Regions from separate parts of the Sus scrofa genome. Here region 2 is linked to region 1. Evidence: chromatin contacts called from public Hi-C data. All regions are on one chromosome and are shown on one strand. Each heading gives the region's core, a stretch centred on a gene start, on an enhancer-like site or on the middle of the called end of the contact. The rest is flanking DNA. Distances are from core to core; before and after follow the strand shown. Region 1 overlaps GNAS (GNAS complex locus). Region 2 holds the start of NELFCD (negative elongation factor complex member C/D).

Region 1 (4,277 bases), core at 958-3,457:
CTCCAATCAATTAGTGACACATTTCTAACTGGGGGGGGGGGGCTTGGGAAAAGTGTCAACTTTTCCTGGTAGAGGGAAGTTAACCCTTGAGAACAAACTGCATCACGGTCAACGCAGCAAACGTCTCCTGCCTCCGTGAGCTGTGCTGTTTGTTTTCCCCCCTTAAAGGCCCAACTTGCGAGAATGGGGTCCCAGTCCCACAAATTAGGACAAGACTTTGTTTTTTCACTTGAGCTAATGAATAAAGCACAGGACACAGAGGCAGCTGACGGAATATTTTCCCCACGAACGCCAGGAAGCCGAAATCTGCTCTCCTGTTGCACTTTTTTTTTTTTTTTTAAACAGCCTGAGTGATTTGGGTATAACGTGCACTGGGCGCCCCCCCTCCCAAGCCCTCAGCAATCAATCTTGTCTCCTGCAGAATCCCCAGCCCCCCTCCTCACTGACTAGAATTGTCTCTCTCTAATGAACATACCCAGGAGAATAAAACTTGTTTTTCAAAAGTGTGGGGAAGGAAGAAGAGGAAGGGAGGAAGGAAGGAAAAAAAAAAAAAAGAAAGAAAAAAAAAAAAAGCACACAATGCTGATACTGGGTCTAGCCGGAGCCAAGTTCTCGAGGACAAGCAACCTGTAAACGGCTAAGGATTTCCTCCGCATCTAAGATGTGTGCCTACCGCACAGGGAGTTTGCTTTCACCCTTCAGATTTAGCTTGTCTGGTTGTGAGGAGCCACCAAACCAAAGAACTCACAAAGATGGGCTCTTTTTCTTGAAGCCAAAAAGGTCCCCAGGGGGCCAGATTTCTTACAACCCAACCACTCGGCGGGGTAAGGCTTGCAGAGACACTCAGAACGTCGAGTTTGTGCTAGAAGGGGGCGGAGGACTCCGTCAAAAAATAAAATATAAAATAAAAAATGGAACCATCATTTTAGAATGTGGAGAGGAACATTTGGGGGAGCAAGAAAGGGCCCACTGGGCAAGCAGGCAGCGGTCAGAGCTCAGGGGACCGTGGGGAGGGGGGGCAGGGGCCTTGGTGCTGGCCCCCAACTTGCAGCCTCCCCCTTTGCTCGTCCTACCCTGCACTCCTGGGACCCACAGGGGACAGCACGGGCAGTGGGGTGGATGCCCCCTCCCGCCCTGGACTCCTGGGCCTGCCTCCCCAGCCCTCCTCGGCCAGGTCCCAGCCAGCCTGGCCCCTCAGCTGCGCTGGCCGCTGGCCCTGGCCTCTCTCCAGCTCTGCCTGGTGCAGCTTCAATGACTTGCAACCTGATCAGATCGCTTCCCTTCCAGAAGCTAAGTTCCTAGAGGACAGGCAGCCGTCTTGGGTTCCTGGGTTCAGAGCCCAGTTTACTAACGGCGCTTTTTTCGCTCTCCCTTCTCTCTCTGTCAAACTTTTTATTTCACTCCTGTGTTCCCCTCTCTCTCCCCTTCCTTTGGCACCTCTCTCTCTCCAGGAAAGAACAGGCTGGCGAGAGCTGCTTTTTAACCTCAGGGGGGTTCGCAAACGTGCAGGGGAGGAAAGACAAAGGCAGCGGGTCCCTTTGCCCCCTGCGCAACCCGGGCAGAAGGGCTGAGCAAGGACACCGGCCCCGAAAGGACACAATGCGCAACGTGGGAAAAGCGCTAAGGAAGTCAGTGCGGCAGGGGGGGCTCGAGATGGAGTGGTGCCCGCGGGTCGCATCCTCTTTAGAGACATCCATACATCTGGGCAGAGGACAGGGGGAGATAAGGAGATAGAAAACCCGGACAGGATAAGGGCGGGGTGGGGGATTTCCTGGAATATTAGAATGTCATTTTAACAATAAGTACAACTTCTGGAAGAAAAAGGGAAAGGGGCCGGGGAGAGTATGGGGTGCGGGTTCCCAGCGCCGAGGGAAGGGGAAGGGGCTGGCCTGGCACCGGGGGGCCTTGGGGCGGGGAGACTGAGCTGAGCGGGCATGGCCCCCAGAAGGAAAAAGGCGTGTGTGTCGTGGAGGGGGGAGAACCGGGCAAAGACACCCACCAAATGCACAGGCCCCCAAGCCCAGAATGGCAGGCTGGGTGTGAAAGCCAAGCTCCCTGGCACCCAGCACAGTTTGAGACCCCAACCCCGAGATCCGCCCCCCTCCCCGCAAAAACCTGCGGCTTTTTTCCCTTGCGCTTCCTAACATTTCATCTAGAAAATTCCAAGTGATCCCACTTCCTGCGAGCTTCCCAGGCATTCCACGCTCTCTGCTGACCTCTGGTGGGGGAGGCGCTCTACGGCCCAGAAAAGGGGCCGGACACGGGGGAGCCCACCTGCCCTGCCTTCCCCGCGCCCCCCACCCAGAGTCCTGGCGCCCCTGCATCCTGGCCAAGGGGTGGGCTGCACGTGGGGGGGGGTGACGAGCACGAAGGTAAGGAAAGCTTTCTAGACGCCCCAGAAGATGCGGCGTGTAGGCGAAGAATGTGGGAATAAAGTTTGTTAACTTAAAGAAGAGGATTTTCATGGCAGAAGGGGGAAAACTTTTGCCCGACGTTGATGTATTTTATCAGGTCCTTTGATTTTTCAACTATGAAAGAAAGAGAGCAGGGGACGCGTCTAAGGATGGGCACGGCGGGCAGGTTTCACTGGGAACGGATACGTTCCCATGACGGAAGGGACTCGGGAGGCCCTGGCAGGAGTTCTCGAGGCCCTTCTCGAACAGATGAGCTCATGATTTTACAGCTGCTGCGGGGCGGGGGAGTGGCAAGGATGCCTGTTCTCTTTGGAACCGAGGAACCTGGCCCCAGCCGCCATCAGAGGCAACCTCCCCTCCCCTGGAGACTTGGCCTCAACAAGGCAGAAGTGACCTTCCCCCAAGTCCAGGGTCAGGCCTGGGATGGAGGACAGGGGTCCCAACTTAGCTGGGAAGACTCTTCCTAGTAAGCATGCTCCTTAGCACACAGGGGTTTTGCAGCCCTGAGAGGTTGGGGGGGGGGCGGTAGAGGGGGGAAAATGAGAACTAGCCCTGCCATCTCCGAGACCCTCAAACCCCAACGACGTGCTCATGGATGAAAAAGCGATAAGGAGTCCCCCTCAGCCAGTATGTTCTGAGACAGCATCGCACATCCACCCCAAATCCTATTCCCTCATTTCCCTGCATCCTCCCATACTGTCTCAAATGCCACCTCCTCCAGGAAGGCTCCCTGGGTTTCCCTGATGGAAAAAGGGACCTCTGCCCACATCTGGAGTTCTTTTCTAGCTCTCGATTGGGGTGAGAAAAAAGTCCCACACTCCTCTGCTTCCTGCAAAGATTCTTCTGTGATGGGTACCCAGAAATTATTAATTATGAATCCAGGGGCAAGAGCGAGGCCTGGAGTTTCCTGTGCAATCTGCCATTTTGGAAGGCAACTTGAAAGGGCAGAGTGTGTGTCTGCGGGGCTGGCGGGCGTCAGGGAGGGGGTGTTTGGCATACCTGTTCTAGTCAAACTTTTTAGGAGAGACTCGAAGAAGTTTTACAGTGAGAAGGACACACCCCTCACTTTTCAGATGGGGAAAGCAGGGACCCAGAAGATAAAGGATTTGCCCAAGGCCCCAGAACTGGTTCCCGGAAGGCCCAGGGCACGCAGGCGGGCTGGGGAGGCAGAGGTCACTCTGATAGTGTGTTTTCTGCCCTGGCTAGGGTCTCACAGAGCCACTAGTTCCAAGTGACAGGATCTGTCCTCCGATATCCATTGTTCAACTGGAAAACCTTTAAAGCTGGCCCTGGGCCTTGGGGGCGGGGCTGGGTCCCTGGGAAGGAGGATCAGCGGAGGGGGCTTGGGGAGCTGTGCCTTCCGCCCGCTCACAGGGAATTTTGAAAAGCCAGGCTCTCAACAGTAAAAGCCGAGCGCCATCTGCCAGCCAGTCTGGAGCAGCCTTGCTTTATTTTAGTGTCTGCTTCCTGGGCCTACAGAGTTGGGGTTTTCATGTCTTTCCCTATTAAAAAAAAAAAAAAAAAGATTTCTTGCTCAGACCACCCCCTCCCCATAAGAATCTTATTTTTTTTTTAAATCTCAGGAGAAAGAGAGGTGCAGAAAGAAAAGAGAAATCAAGAAAGAAATGAGGGAATTCCTTGAGAGGCTGGTCTCGGCTTCCCCGTTTCTGAGCTGGGCGGACCTCTGCGGGGAAGGGGACGGCACCCTCTCTCAGTGGAAGGCAGCCCTGGTGGCCTCTGTCGGGATCCCAGCTTCCTAAACTCCTGCCTTGTTCCTGGCAGAAGGAAGGGTGTCCCCCGGTGTTGGGGCGTCAGACACTGTCTCCGGGGAGTCAAGGGTTTAGGGCCAGAAGAAGAGAGGAG
Region 2 (4,277 bases), core at 455-2,954, 120 kb before region 1:
GGCACACAAGTGGGATATGCTGTTTATAAAATGAGAGCGCCAGAGGCGTTCCCTGGTAGCCCAGTGGTTAGGGACCTGGAGTTGTCCCTGCTACGGCACGGGTTTGAGCCCTGGCCCGGGAACGTCCACATGCCACGGGCACAGCCAAAAAAGGAAAAGAGAGAAAATGAAAGACTGGACTCGACGGCCCTCAGAAATGCCCCAGTTGAAACTCTATGACCGGAGGGTTCACTGGGATGAAAGTACTAGGACATTCTGAACAAGACAACATTAGTCTTAGGTAATTCGTCTGAAGTTAGTTTAGTGGCGGGGTGGAATTACTCCCCGACACCCTGTTTTTTCGGGATCGCTCGGTGGTCCAGCAGTTGGACCAAGTGGCAATGGAGACTAAGCACTGAGTTGGGTCCCACTCCCACCTCATGTATTAGGTTCACGACCTTAGGCAGGTCACTGGGGCCTCCTGTCTCAATTTCTTCTTTTCCAAAATGAGTAGACGAACACTCAACTGCCTCTGGAACGTGGAACAAGGAGTATGAAAGCAGCTAGCGAGCACGGGCTTCCGACTAGCTAAACCCGACTCCATCCCCCGCCCGAAGCTCCAACACCGCGGAATGGTCCAACACTCGGATCTTTGTCACTCTCCACCCCAAACTCTTGAACAAGTCTTACTTTTCAGCAGCTCTCAAAGGCCCTTCAGACGGCGCTCCCTCCCAGACCTCAGGCCACTGCTTCCACCAGGCCACCAACCACACAGGCCTCCTTTCAGCTCCAGGAACACAGCGCCTATCTTTGCCTCCTGGTCCCCCGGCTTCATCGCCCCCGTGCGCCACCCGCCCCTCCACCGGGCACGCCCTGTCCACGCCTCCCCTCCAAGCTATCACTCCGACGTGTCCCAAACACACCCAACCTCGACCTGTTAGAAGGCAGGGTCCGAGGCTCCCGCAAAGGGCAACGGAGTCGCGGTCACCCGGGGGACGGGCCTGAGAAGCTGGATTCGGGCGGGTCTTAATGGGACTCGGGTTGGGGTCCCCCGGCGCCCGCGCCCGCTCCCTCCAGGGGAGAAGGTTCGGGCCCGTCCGCTTCCAAAGTCCCTTGGCCCAAGGATTGATAACTCAGCCAAAGCACTCAAGAGCAGGTTCTACAGGGAGGAGAAGTTCCACGTCCCCCTCGCCACGCGGACCTGGATTCTGTGGGATTTGTAACTACTTTTTAAACTGCGGGGCTGAGCCCAGCGCTCCACCTTCGAGGTGGTGTCCGACGCGCCTGGGCGCCCGGCGCTCCCGGGACCTGGCTCGAGGCCGCCCCGGGGCGGCCGGCGGGTCAGCTCGGGTCACGATCGGGGCCGGCGCCCCTGGGGCCGGACCGCTCACTGCGGGGGCCCCCTCGCCGGCGCCCCTCGCCCCGCGCGCTCGGCCCCGGCGGAGGCGGCGCGAGGGGCGGGCCCGGGCGACGGGGGCGCGCGGCGGGAGGGGGCGGGGCGGGCTGTGCTCGGGCCACGCGGCGGGGGCGCAGCCGGCCCGCCGGCGACGGAAACCAAGAGTCCCCGTCGGGGGCGCCCGGTGCCCCCCTCCCCCGCCCTCACCTGGCCGCCGTCCGCCTCGTCGCCCCACTCGGCCGCGCTCCCGAAGTAATCTTCGTCCATGATGGCGCCCGGCGCGGCCCCCGCCATCCTCTCCCGCGAGCGCGCCCGAGCCCGGCGCACGCATGCGCACGGCGGGCAGGAGAGCGCACGCGCGGCCCCGCGGCCCCGCCCCCTCCCCCACCGCGGACGCGCGCCTCGGCCCGGGCGGGAAGAGCCGGGCCAGGGCTAAGGGGCGGGGCCTGGACGGAGGGGCGGGGCCTGGACGGAGGGGCGGGGCGCAGAGGGCGGCCGGAATTGATCCGGGAGCACAACCTGGCTGGAGCCGCGGGCTCTGGGCTCCGGGCAGACGGGAAGACGTCTCGAACTACTTTCACACTTGGCCCGGGCTCGGGTCCCAGCCCCGTCCCTTCTCCACTGAGAGCTCGTTCTCTGACCATCCGTTTCCTCTTCTGACACCTGGGCCCCAGACTTGGCCTCCGTATCAGGCACAGGGTTTAGGGCCATGAAAATATTTCAGTTCTTCTAAAATGAGAAAATAAATAAGATAATAATGAATCCAGGCTGGATTATATTTGTACAAGTATAATTTGTATAAAGAACTAGCACAGTGTAAAATAAAAATTTTTAATATTTCTTTACAGAAGAAGGGCCCTCAAAGGCAAATGTCATAGTGTGGCCCTGGAAAAGGGGGCCTTACCATGGAAGTAGTTGCTAAGGGTAACTGATATGATGCTTTTACAGGCAGTCAAAAAATGATAGCCTATTAATTTCCAAAATATATAAATACGGAGTTCTATATGCTACGGGTGTGGCCCTAAAAAAAAAAAAAAAGACAAAAGACAAAATAAAATGAAATATACAAATACTCATATAGCTCACTATCAAAAAAACCAAACAACCCAATCAAAAAATGGGCAGAAGGCCTAGACAGACATTTCTCCAAAGAAGGCAAATAGATGGCCAACAGGCACATGAAAAGATGCTCAACATTGCTCATTATTAGAGAAATGCAAGTCAAAGCGACAATGAGGTGTCACTTCACACTGGTCAGAATGGCTCTCCTCAAAAAATGTACAAATAGGAGTTCCCGTCGTGGCGCAGTGGTTAACGAATCCGACTAGGAACCATGAGGTTGTGGGATCAGTCCCTGCCCTTGCTCAGTGGGTTAACGATCCGGCGTTGCCGTGAGCTGTGGTGTAGGTTGCAGACTTGGCTCGGATCCTGTGCTGCTGTGGCTCTGGCGTAGGCTGGTGTAGGCCGGTGGCTACAGCTCCGATTCAACCCCTAGCCTGGGAACCTCCATATGCCGCGGGAGCGAAGAAATAGCAAAAAGACCAAAAAAAAAAAAAAAAAAAAAAAAGTACAAATAATAAATGCTGGAGAAGGTGTGGAGGAAAGGAAATCTCCCTATGCTGTTGGTCTGAACATAAACCGGTGCGGCCGCTGTGGAAAGCAGTACGGAGGGTCCTTAAAAACTAAAAATAGAACTACCATACGATCCAGCGATCCCAGTGCTGGGCACATATCCAGAAAATACGAACTCTAATTTGAAAGACACATGCACCTCAGTGTTCAAAGCAGCGCTGTTTACAACAGCCAAGTCATGGACACGACCTAAATGTCCATCACCAGATACGGTACACATGTACAACAGAAAAGTACTCAGCCATAAAAAAGAATGAAATACTTCCATTTGCAGCAACATGTATGGACCTAGAGATTATCTCCGTAAGTGAACTAAACCAGACAGAAAGACAAATATCATATGATATTACTTATATGTGGAATCTAAAAAACGATCCAAGTGAACTTACTTATGAAACAGAAACAGACTCACAGACACGGAAAACAAACGTATAGGAGTTCCCGTCGTGGCGCAGTGGTTAGCAAATCCGACTAGGAACCATGAGGTTGCAGGTTCTGTCCCTGCCCTTGCTCAGTGGGTTAGGGAATCTGGCGTTGCCATGAGCTGTGGTGTGGGTTGCAGACGCGGTTTGGATTCCACGCTGCTGTGGGTCTGCCATAGGCTGGTGGCTAGGGCTCCGATTAGACCCCTAGCCTGGGAACCTCCATATGCCGCAAGAAGTGGCCCTAGAAAAGGCAAAAAAAAAAAAAAAAAAAGAAAGAAAGAAAGAAAAAGAAACAAACTTACAGTTACCAAAGGGGAAGTGGGGGAGGGATAAATTAGGAGTTTGGATGAACAGATACACACCTACTATAGCCGAAATACATAAACAACAAGGACCTACTTATAGCACAGGGAACTGTATTCAGTATCTTGTAAGAACCTATAATGGAAAAGAATCTCAAAAAGAAGGTATATCTATATACATACATGTGATATATGCACTATACGTAACTGAGGCGCTTTGCTGCATCCCTGAAACCAACACTGTAAAGCAAGTACACCTGAATTCAAACCTGAAAACCTGAGGATCATTGTGGGAAGGTCTGAGAGGGGCTGTTACCACCACCAGGTCCAGCTGCTTTGAAGAGTAAGACGCAGGTCTGAAAGTGGAAGAAACGAGAGCTCTGGAATATCGGTCACAGCAACCACTTACAGAGCCCACCAGCACTGAGCTCCCACGCCTCCTTTCTTTCCTCCTCCACCACGGCTGATGGCATGACCCCTGAGTGCCAACGCTAGGCTGCACGTGGAGCCCCTGGGTGAACCCAGTAGACACGGCCCTCACCC

Evidence for each region. Hi-C and Micro-C count contacts between places; a contact is called where the count stands out from the background.
Region 2: a Hi-C map of skeletal muscle shows a contact between it and region 1, with 4 times the contacts expected there. The contact joins the promoter of NELFCD here to the enhancer-like site in region 1. A contact is called at or near these places in 1 of 5 promoter capture datasets (liver), 4 of 47 Hi-C or Micro-C datasets (embryonic fibroblasts, liver, skeletal muscle and 1 more) and 2 of 2 datasets of contacts at active chromatin or transcription factors (alveolar macrophages and skeletal muscle).

Annotation. Positions count from the first base shown.
Region 1 is chr17:59,011,116-59,015,392 of Sscrofa11.1, reverse strand. The region is part of intron 1 of GNAS (GNAS complex locus); the gene reads right to left. Among named protein-coding and RNA genes, the nearest start is that of GNAS, 28 kb to the right of the region's middle. Within about 2 kb of position 2,207, at least 19 of the 83 cell types and tissues checked have an H3K27ac peak or open chromatin away from gene starts, as enhancers often do. A contact at or near this core is called in skeletal muscle and subcutaneous adipose tissue, where this site is marked.
Region 2 is chr17:59,126,503-59,130,779 of Sscrofa11.1, reverse strand. NELFCD (negative elongation factor complex member C/D) reads right to left here and starts at 1,704. Exons shown (of 15, transcript NM_001113698.1): 1 at 1,583-1,704. The coding sequence starts at 1,669. It overlaps LOC106506736 (a long non-coding RNA gene), which reads right to left. Exons shown (of 3, transcript XR_001302258.2): 2 at 4,004-4,090; 3 at 1,836-2,104.